Regions from separate parts of the Rattus norvegicus genome. Here region 2 is linked to region 1. The links are chromatin contacts, called in public Hi-C maps. All regions are on one chromosome and are shown on one strand. Each heading gives the region's core, a stretch centred on a gene start, on an enhancer-like site or on the middle of the called end of the contact. The rest is flanking DNA. Distances are from core to core; before and after follow the strand shown.

What was found. A called contact is a pair of places that touch in the nucleus more often than the background predicts.
Region 2: a contact with region 1 is called in a Hi-C map of the A7r5 cell line, with 2.4 times the contacts expected there. The contact joins two enhancer-like sites. A contact is called at or near these places in 3 of 12 Hi-C or Micro-C datasets (the A7r5 cell line, the Rat2 cell line and mammary epithelial cells).

Annotation. Positions count from the first base shown.
Region 1 is chr15:54,449,855-54,455,544 of GRCr8, forward strand. No RefSeq gene overlaps it. Among named protein-coding and RNA genes, the nearest start is that of Chchd2l2-ps5, 150 kb to the left of the region's middle. Within about 2 kb of position 1,982, at least 39 of the 93 cell types and tissues checked have an H3K27ac peak or open chromatin away from gene starts, as enhancers often do. A contact at or near this core is called in the A7r5 cell line, where this site is marked.
Region 2 is chr15:54,542,528-54,547,560 of GRCr8, forward strand. No RefSeq gene overlaps it. Among named protein-coding and RNA genes, the nearest start is that of Cysltr2, 93 kb to the right of the region's middle. Within about 2 kb of position 2,079, at least 31 of the 93 cell types and tissues checked have an H3K27ac peak or open chromatin away from gene starts, as enhancers often do. A contact at or near this core is called in the A7r5 cell line, where this site is marked.

The DNA.
Region 1 (5,690 bases), core at 732-3,231:
TTAGCAAGCAGCATGGTTTTAACCATGACATTGGATCATATTAAAGCACACACAAGCTTTCACACTGCCACGGTAATTAGTGATAACTTCCTACCTAGAATTCTATAGTCCTGGTCTCATAGTCATCTGTGAGGTAGGATGAAACATTTCTGTCATATGCAGCATATCAAAGAAGTTATCCCTTACATACCTATCCTTAGTAGTCTACTGGAGGAAGCATTTCTGCCAAAATCAGGGAATCAGTCAGGAAGACAAGTCAGGTAGATGTAGGGCTCAAGCAATAAAAGACCCAAAAGGACAGGAGGACATCTCCAAGGAAACAGGTAATGGACGGTGACAATGACTATTGTGGGGCTGCTCTTGAGAGCAACTGGTCCAGACAGAAGCAGATTAGAGGAGTACTGGAAGGATTTCTAGAAGAAGATGAAGTTAGAGTCACCCACATGGTTAGCTGGTAAAGGTGCTAGCTACTAAGTCTGGGGACTTGAATTTGGTGTGGGGACCTACATAGTGGGAGATGAAAACGAATCTTACAAGTTTCTTCTGACTTCACAACTACACACACACACACACACACACACACACACACGCACGCACGCACACACACACGCACGCACGCACGCACACACACACACACACCATACACTTCCACAAACAAGTAAATAAGTGTAATAAAAATATAAAGAACACAATTCGAAAAGATGGCATTGACATTTCATATATATGCAATGTGTTTACACATACAAAATGGTCACAGTCATAAAGAGCTAGGGTAGAATTTATGGTTACTCATAGAAAAGTAAGCAAAACTCAAAACATGATCATTATTAATTCTGGGAAAAGTAAACTGAATGAAAGAATACTTATAGCACACTTCACAGTGCAACTATGAATAATATCTCTGGCAAATAAATACTGTTTATCGATCTAAAACCATTGTAAAATTATACCAAGATAGGAAGGGGATTAAAAAAAGCTTTGGGTTTGGCAATACCTAAAGTAAAAACAAAAAAAAAATTAGGGATAATAATAAGTAAAAGAATTAGCTTCAAACAACAAGCATATGTATTTTGAAACAGATACTTTTGGGAACTGGACAAGAAGGGCAGGTGAATGCTGGTCCTGCTTCCCACAAGCTTGGCAAAACGATTTTGCACACAATCACATGGTACATTGGGCTCAAACTAAAACTAACCAAGTGTGGAGTCATGTTTATGACCCTGGCTCTCCTGCTAAGTCTGAGGCAGAGGAATCAGCCGTTCAAGGCTGACAGGCCACATAATGAGACTCTACGTCAAAAATAATAGAAGAAAATTCTCAAGTGAATGTCATCTTGGGGCAGGTAATTTTACCTCTGTTGACCTCATTTACAAAATGCTGGGGAGGACAGATTAACTTTTCTGTTTAGATGGTCTCTGACCAAGAACCTTAAATCATAAGCTAAATAGTTTCTGCTTTAAAATCAATATGATCCCAAGAAGTGGAATCTAACTTTCACCACTGGAAGGGATGATAGCTCTCATTTAGTTTCCAGCAGGAAACCTAGAGGCATGGAGAGTTTGTTCCAAGGTACCAACGTTTAGCGGCTGAAGAACTTCCTGTACTATTGATTTTGATTGGTTTAGTTTTTAGTTTTTCAGAAAGTGTTGGGTAGGTGCTTATGAATGAACCAAGCAATCCACACAGAAATACTGAAGTTTGATTCTTACAGTATTATTTCTATGGTGTAGGCGGGTAAGTGTCATAGTTGAACTTCTTTCTCCCTGTTCACATCTGTCTTGCCAGAACTGTGTGTCTGCCTCTAACTGAAAGCCCAGGTTAGAGTCAAGGTTAATAACATTTCTAACTGAGAAATGAATCCACCAGTGTCAATTTCCAGTGGATGTCACCAAACCTTCCTGAGGCCATCAGTAATTTTCCAGACTTATCCCTGCACTCTGCTTGTGGCTAAATCAATGCTCCCGTTATAACAGACACAGAGCCAGTGTATGGTGCTTGGCAAACAGTGTTGCAAGTGACATTCCACCCAGAGCACGCTCTGCGTGCTGTGAACTGCTTCCCTTCCCCCAGTCAATTTGCTGTGCTTGCCTGCCTGCAAATACAAGAGGGAAATCTGAGAGGCCAGTTACTAAGGAGACCAAAAAGGTGCTGTCTGAGTCATTCTCTGTTTGGAGGGAATGTGGGTGTAGTTTCTATGGCGGAAGCTCCGGTGGTGATTAATTCTTTTTTGACGTCCATTTCAGGGTACAAGGGATGAAGAATTAATTTCAAATTAAGCCTTACCCTTTCGACAGCACTCAGAGCTAGGGAGGAAGAAGCTTGGGCAGCACGCTGGCAGGTGACAGGAAAAAGTGACTCACTGACTTAGTATATGGAAGAGAGGAATAGGAGAAGTCCATCTTCATGGGGAGTGGGGGGAGACAGGCAGAAATGTCCAGACCAGGAAATGGTTGTGCTTTGGGGCCAGATAAAAGCACAGGTAACGAATCAGTCATCTGACCCAGGAAAAAGAGCTGGAAGGGGATGTAAGCGTGATCCTATCTGCTTTTGTGCTAAACCCTGCGTAACTGCCAGTTTCAATCAAGGAACCAACCCTGTTAAAATAAGAGATGTGGAGAAGGGTGTAGGGAGACAGAGGGGAGCAGGAAGAGATACTTGACTTAATTCTGACTTCTTCCTGGGTCAGCAGTGCCACGGTGGAAATATCATGTCGTTAGACCACATGCTGTGTGCAGATCTAGCAACAGCATCCAATAGCTGGGTCTTTAGACCGCTGGGCCATGTGAGCAGCATAAGCCTTGCAGTAGAGGTGAAAGGCTCTGCTCACAGCAAGCACATAGTTGAAATAGAATCACAAAATCTACCGGAAAGACTCTTCTGGAAGGGAGCATCAACAACCTAACTTGGCCAATCAGAATGCTTCACTAGACTGTACAGCTCCTAAGACGTTGAATGAGTTTCGACCTTGGGAATAAGAGGGGATGTCTGTCTCCACCTGGAAGCTCTCTTATCTTCTGATTATCCAGAAAGTCTATTACCTGTTGGCCTGATGTGGCTCCAGAGTCACATAGAACTAGCCCGAGCTTCTCACAGAAACTTTTTTCTTCTTAAACCATTCTTTCCCCACTTGATTGCTATTTCTCCAGAAGACTGTGGGAGATTTAGCTCTAGCCACCCAAGTCCTCAATTCTACCCCTCCATTCCCTTTAGTTCTTAAGAAGTATGGCTTGAACCTAGTGCCTTGCTCATGTTAGGTAAGCACTCTACTACTAAGATGTATCGAAAGGCCCGCTTTACCATTTACTTTGAGACAGGGTCTTACTAAGTTGCTCCTGCTGGCCTTGGACTTGTAATCTTCCTGCCTTAGCCTCCCGAGTATCTGAAAGTACAGCCATGCAAAATTAGTCATGGTTTCTCTTTTCTTTCTCCTCTTCCTCCTCCTCCTCCTCCTCCTCCTCCTCCTCTTCCTCCTCCTCCTCTTCCTCCTCCTCTTCCTCCTCCTCCTCTTCCTCCTCCTCCTCTTCCTCCTCCTCTTCCTCCTCCTCTTTTTCTCTGTCCCTTCCTCCCTCTTCCTTTTGTTTTTATTGGAACTATAGTCACAGAGCCGACAGTAGCTAAACTGCTTTCCTGTCTCCCACTTAGTTAGGTGTGAACAGTCATAGGTGACAGTGATATGTGAGCGTGAATACTGAGTGGCCAGTGTCAAATGGCACCCGAATGTCCTTTGTCTTCCCTTCCTGTGTCAACCCAACTGTAACCAGTGCATACTGGTGCTTATTTCAACCCCATGGAAAGTGACAGTTCTCTGATGAATGATGAAGGAGTGAGTATGAAAAAAACTTGGTTCCCCAAATGCCGTCAGGGAGACCCGCATTGCACGCCAGACAAGCTTATTATATAGGATGTGACACAGGAGAGTAGCAGGCCGATGGAAATGCAGCATTACATGGCTGTCAATGGATCTTTTAGCATCAGCAACTTAGACTTATCTTACCTAAGCCAGCTCCTGCTCAGGTGTTCTTCAGATACAGGTACAATGGCTGGTTTATATGGTGTTTCGCCCGAGCAGAACAACAGAACAGCTCTGTGGACACTATCATACTTCATAAATAGAACCTAAGATTGAATATTTTTTACATAGTTACAGCAAACTGACTTTAAGCCATCTAGACCCCTGTGTTGCTGCTAATCCGTGTGCTCTCTGGCCCACACTCATGAAGTTGGAATTCTGTCATCTATTCTCTTGGCTACTTCTCCCAACTTCCCTTGGTATTCTTGAGGGCCTTGCCACAAGAAACCTCATTTTAGCTTATGTTCATTTTTGGATGCTCATATAAAGAAATAAACCCTTCAGATATTATTCTTAGGCTGAGATAATGCCAGAATCCTCCTCATTATGCAGCTGTGTGCTATCAGCACCAAGGCTTGAGGCCTGAGCAATGTGGACCTATGAGTAGAGAAATTGCTAGCCTTCGGTGTGATGTGAAAATAAATACTGGAAACCTTGTGGTTCAAGGGATTTTTATACATAAATAAGTGGTCACTCTGCAAACACTGGCTGCTGTTGAACCCCAAGACCCTTGGGCAAAGAAAGGGCACCCGAAGGTTTCAAGCCATCAATGATGTCTTTGATTCATCTCACTCTTGTTTTTACTTTGCAAAAAACTGAGCACTTTAAAGTTCATTATGCAACAGCTATCGCAACCACGTGAATGGGTAAGATGGATCCACTTTGAAATGCCACTTCATATTTGTCAGCATCCACACAATGAGTGCTCAGTTCATCCTTTTCCATATCAAACAAGCTATTGAAGGCTAGTCTTCACCCACAGTCTTCACCCACAGCCCCAGGAGCTCCCTGGCACCTTCATTTCATACTTAGTTTCATCCACCTGTCTCAGGCCTACCCAATCAGCATCCCCAGCACAGAAGGACTCTGTGTTCTGTTTGAAATGTTTAGGGATGAGTGATTGCTCGAATTGCTTGGGCCACAGTGAGAATTCTGTGTTGACACCACCTCAAAGAAACAAAGATCTGTGTCATGGCAACCATTTCATAGTTGATGACAGATCTAGAGAGTTCACAGTAAGTTGGAACTCTGCATTGATATATGCCACTAAAGACAATTTAGAGAATTAGGAAAACTGTGGAAACAATTATGATAATTCTGTTTTTAATTAATTTTGAAGTTGGCATACAAAGTGATATGTTTCATTACAGCATTTCATTCATGGGCATTGTTATACTTCCTCCTTACTCACCCCTAGGCCCCATTGCTCTCTGGATCCTCATTGCCTTCCCCTTGCCGGTCTTTCTCCCTCCAGTGGTCACCTTTCTGCCTCACATGTATTATATTACTCTCTCCCCACACCCCTAAACTTTCTTCTTCCTCTTCTTCCTCTTCTTCCTCTCTTAGTCCCTATCCACGTACTACTTTCAAGTCACACACACACACACACACACACACACACACACACACACACACACACAAATCTAGACTCAGCATATAAAAGGAAAAAGCATACCATTTGTCTTTCTGACTCTGAAATATTTCATGGAGACCTAATGTCTTCATGTTTCATCAATTTTCCAGAAAATCCCATGATTTCACTTATGGCTGAATAAAAATCCACTGTATTTAAGTACCACATTTACCTTTTCTGTTCCTTGAGGTTAGTTCCACTTCCTGG
Region 2 (5,033 bases), core at 829-3,328, 93 kb after region 1:
TTCTAATCTGGGACAATAGACTGAAAGGTTAACATGCGATAAAGCTGTGTGATAGAAAGATGGTGTTCACCGTGCTATTTTGTTCCCTCTGGTTTCCTAGAAGCAAAAAATCTATCAACAGCATTCATTTGAGACCTCTAGAGACACAGGCCTGAAAATGTGCATTTTGCTTTACCTTTGTAGGACACATGAGTGTGACTAGCTCGGTGATGAGGGTGGTGGGGGCTCTCAGCAGATGCTGGCTGCAATGAGACGAGCTTGCTGCCGCACTTTGTGCCTATAGAGAACTCTAAGCCAATTGTTCCAAGTGTGGTGTTGACACTGTAACACTGCATCTGTGCAGGTCTGGAAATGTGTGCATCCATGTTTGTGGAGGTTTAGAAGACCTGGGGCGAGCTTGAGTCATGACACCACAGGAAAACAAATGGTCTGGAAGCTTAACATGGCCAACACAAGCCTGTGTGGGCGTCACCCTCTTGGGGGACTTCTAACTATTGCTTGGCATTGGAGGAAGTACCACAATGGCACCTGTGTGTGGGGTAGTGGAGGGCCTATCTCCATGTCACCTTTGTATAACCAGGGACCTCCAGATGAGCAGCCACAGGCTCCCAAGGAAGCTGAGAGGATAATATCCCACACTGTCCTTTTAACAGCTTCAGCAACGGGTAGGTGTAGCCCAGTCTCCGAGGTAGCTGCTTGTGGGTCAGCTCCCAAGCAGTGATGAGACCTGAAGCCAGTATTTCTCAAGAGCCTGCTCCTGCTTTAAATACAAATTACATGGCTTGGAGTTTCCCCACCCCCATCTTCCCCGAAAGCAAACAGGGTATCTAAGAATCTTTTCATTCAATAAAGAGCTCATGACCATCGTTTTGCCCCTGGCACTGGTCAGGACTGAGGAGTCAGGGACAGAAAAACAGGTTAGGGGGACAGCTTAGATTCTTGGGGAATGTCAGGTCAATAAACCAGTGAAGTATCAGAAGAAAAGTACTCAGTGGTGATTCTTACAGTATCCTCTGGGTCTGAGGAGACCATGTATACCTCTGATGGTGGCCAGAATGTTTCTGCAAAAAAGCCAATGTCTAGGCTGAGTTGCAAGGGCAAATGTGTCATGGTGACTAGTGGCCAGGGGGATACACACAAATCCTTGGACTGCAAGAAACCACAATGACCCCAGGAGGCACTCTCAAAATAATAAAGGGAGCTGTTGTTTATCCTCTGGTGCCCCCCTCTTCAGTGCGACCTTAGGCAGCACCTCAGCACCGTAGCCTTCAGGCCAGCCCACAATGCTGTTCCACTGCAGCCTAATTAGAACATCAAAAGGAGTCGGAGGAGATAAAGCAATGAAGGCTCAAAAACGTGCACAAATCTTGCTGACCACCTGGATTTTCTCCTGTTACCATAGCTCTGGAGACTGCAGAGAATTAAATCTTGGATACGGAATCGAACTCCGTCTTTAGACAAGTTAATCTCCCAGAGCCTCCAATTCCCTAGTTGTCAAATGGGGATATGAATCACTGCTGCCTGGCAGTGGGGTTGGCAGGGCGAAAGAGACGGTGTGTAAAGCAGGGCTCTGCAGTCAGTGCTTAGTGAATGTTACTATCACGGTGCAGCACTCCTGAGATGCTCTGCCCTCTGTCCTCTGCGATGCTCTGCCCTCTGTCCTCTGCGATGCTCTGCCCTCTGTCCTCTGTACGGCACCAATAGTCAGACTGCACTGAAGGTCACTTTCCCCAGTCGGTTTTATGGACGAGAAGTGTTATTTGTTTAGTTCTCCCTAGAAATTCTAGCACCAAGTTGTTGTTCCCTCCTACCCGTCCGCCCCCATACTAATTGTGAAACCCATCATGGTCATCGTAGGCTTTTGTGCTGGGGAGAATCGTGACTATTTGAGTCTTCTTTATCTAGGGACATGATTTATCATAAAGACTTAAGTAGTTTATAAGCTTGTGTGTCTTCACTTGTCAGCGGCCCTAATTCTCTTATTTCCGTGGAAATTGCTCACAGGCTTCCAGATCTGTCTTACTGCTCTGGCCCCAGGGATGTTATATTTCACTGGCCGTTGAAATCAGTGCCTGTCATTTTCCAGGCTGACGTTCACTGGGTGAGTCAGATGTTTGGGTATGAACAGCAGAGCCTCCGGTGCAGCTGCCAAAAGGGTGTGTTTGCCTTCACTTCCGGGGACCCTCTCTTAGCTGCCACCTAGTGGTGAGTTTTATGCCGGTAAAACATGGCTCGGGAGAAGCCATTCACAAGCATCTCTGGTAATGAGACCCTCTGACGCTGGGAGCCATGCCAATGGTGGCGCATAAATATTTATTCATCTTTGTAAATGACTCTACATGATTTGGAGATACTAGTGGCCAGTTCTGAAAGGAATTCCACTTTATAGTTCTCAAATAGAAATTGAGAAGTTTCCAAATGTAGCAATAGTTCTTTTCTTCAAAATGTACCCCAGCAGAGAAAGGACTAGGCTGGCACCAAGGGGGTGAGAGTATTGTTAATATTAGCTCAGTCTTCAGATTGTGCCAAACTCTAGTTTAAATAATTACACTATCCCATTTACTCTATTTCAGTCCTGACGTATCTGTAATAATAGCAAAGTAATTATCTTTCTAGGTTGTTATTGTTGCTGTGGTTGTTATTTTGCACATGGGATAATCAAAAGTCTAATGTCATTTAACTGCTGAGTGACAGGACTGGCATTCTAACCAAGCTCCCTGACATCCGCCATGTTCTTGACTATCACTAATGGATGCTCTTTGTTTCTCTGTTCCTTCAGGATTCCAGCATCTGCTCATCTTCCAAACATCTACGAATGCCCAGGGTTGGCCCCATTGGTCAGCTGTGATCTATGCTGGCTGCCTTTTCTTTATGAGGTACTTATATTCTTGGGGGAATGGGGAGTAGCAAAACAAGAATTTTCGTGCACACTGATGCTACACTGAGATGAACTCCTGGAGCTAAGAGTCCTATGGAGCAAGCAGGTTTGATCCCCTGGAAAGAGGACCAATTGTTCCTATGAGATAAATGGAAAATTGGCAGGTTCAAGGAAGAAAGGAGCTTTGTCAAGATGCTCCATGAAGAATAAGCAGCGGGCACAGGTCATCCCAGGTCCTGGAGGAGTCATCCTGGGACACTATTCACATGACTGACTAGCTTCAAGCAGAGACCAAGATGATGGTCTATTTGGACATTGACTTTGCCTCGGTGCCTAGAAGAATGCTGGCCACCACCCCATTCTGAAGAACACTGTTTTGCAGGAGAAACTCCTGTAGAAGAGGTGAGGAGCCTTTCTTTCCTTGGAGAGCTAGACTATGTGTGGAATGCTGTCCTGGGCTCTGGTGGGAAGTTTGTTTGGCTGTGTGCCATAGCTCAAGGCTCACCCATCCCTCAGAACCTCATAATTTAAACTATAATTTAAAACTATAGAGAATGAATTACTGTCCCATCAGGCATAGACTAAGGGCAGAGTCTGTTATGGTTTGCTGTTGAGCGTTGATGGTATCTTCTAAACACAGTGCAAAGGAACCGGGGGAGCTTTGTTAAAGTATGGCCTTCGGGAGGCCACATTTTCATTCTCATCTCTCGGATACCTCCCAAAGTTACAAACTTCACTCATCCAAAAAGCCATTTTGCCAAATTATGAGAACCATGAAGACAGGCCTGCTGCACATGGCTACATACTGCTGGATGGCTGCTTGATCATTTCTGTATCCTCTGCAAAGTACCAGCCTCACTGTATATCTCCCCCTGGGACTTGAGGGCACTTTAGACTTCCTTGTTAGCCTTTCCAACGTTTCCCCTTTGATTCAGGTTGAAATGTTGATCTAGAATTGGATCCCAGCCTGGTGTTCCCTCCACAGTTCATTTTGTGTCTTTTAATCAGATCCCCCTTCTATCTCCCCAAAGAGCATTCTCCTTCAGGGCTTGTGGCATCCCTTCCTTTCAGCATTTCTACTAAGCTACTACAGTGGGGGTCACTGAAGCTTGCTCACAGCGGTCACATGCACGGAAGTTACTGTGCGCATTGTTGTGGAATCTGGAAGGACTCCGCACCCATTCTTCTAACTTCTCCTGATGTCTCTCATCCTCTTAAGCTTCCTCAAGACTAGGATCTTGAAGATGTGTGCTTACATTCTGTACCAGCCATTTTAATAACTTTGGGTAATTTCCTTAGTCCCCTTGTGCCTCGTCTTCTCTGCATATAAAAGCAATCATTGCATAATGGGCTCACTAGATTGTCTTTGGTATTGGGAGGACAGGAATCACATGACATCAAGAACAAGACCTGACCATCTACACATCAAGTCTTTGCTTCCCTTGGACAGCAATTATCCCTACTCTTAACTACTTTCTTTTTAAGTCTCTTAAACCACTTTTTAAAGATCAAATAACAATTTATTTCCCCTGTCATTTTTGGACAATATATGCCGTAGAAATAGTTTGTAAAGAAGGTCAGAACACTAGTTTGAGAAGTAACATTCCTACACAATAACCTTTGAAAGGGTTGAGAATATACACACAGGAAAGAACAGGGGTATACTTAGCCCCAGTTTACTCCTCCTACTCCAAACATCATTCTGAGTCTTTCTCAGCCACTTTATTCTGATCACCAAGCTGAAGACAGTTCTTGCTCTGGTGCCAGTTCCTCTCATATGAGTCATAAATCTTCCCAACTAATCTTCAGCCGTAGGTGTAACTGATTACATGAGGTATCTCCCTTTTAAAATGTATAGTTTGTGTTCGTGGAAGGCAATGTTCTGCTTGTCCTAGTTTATGATTTTTTGGTCTTGGACTTTGCTTGTGGGTTTCTGAATTGGGTCTGAGTAATTGTCTGCCTTGGTGTCTTTTACTACATGCCACAAACCCAGAAGAAGAAGAAAAAAGAAAGAAAGAAAGGAAACCACCTGACCCAGCAATCACAGGCTCATCCTTCTCTTCCCATCAGGAACAGCTTTGCATAGTAATAAAATTCTCCTGCTTTAGTCATTTGCTTGTGACAGAAGAGCCAAAAACTTACCCAGCTGGAGAAA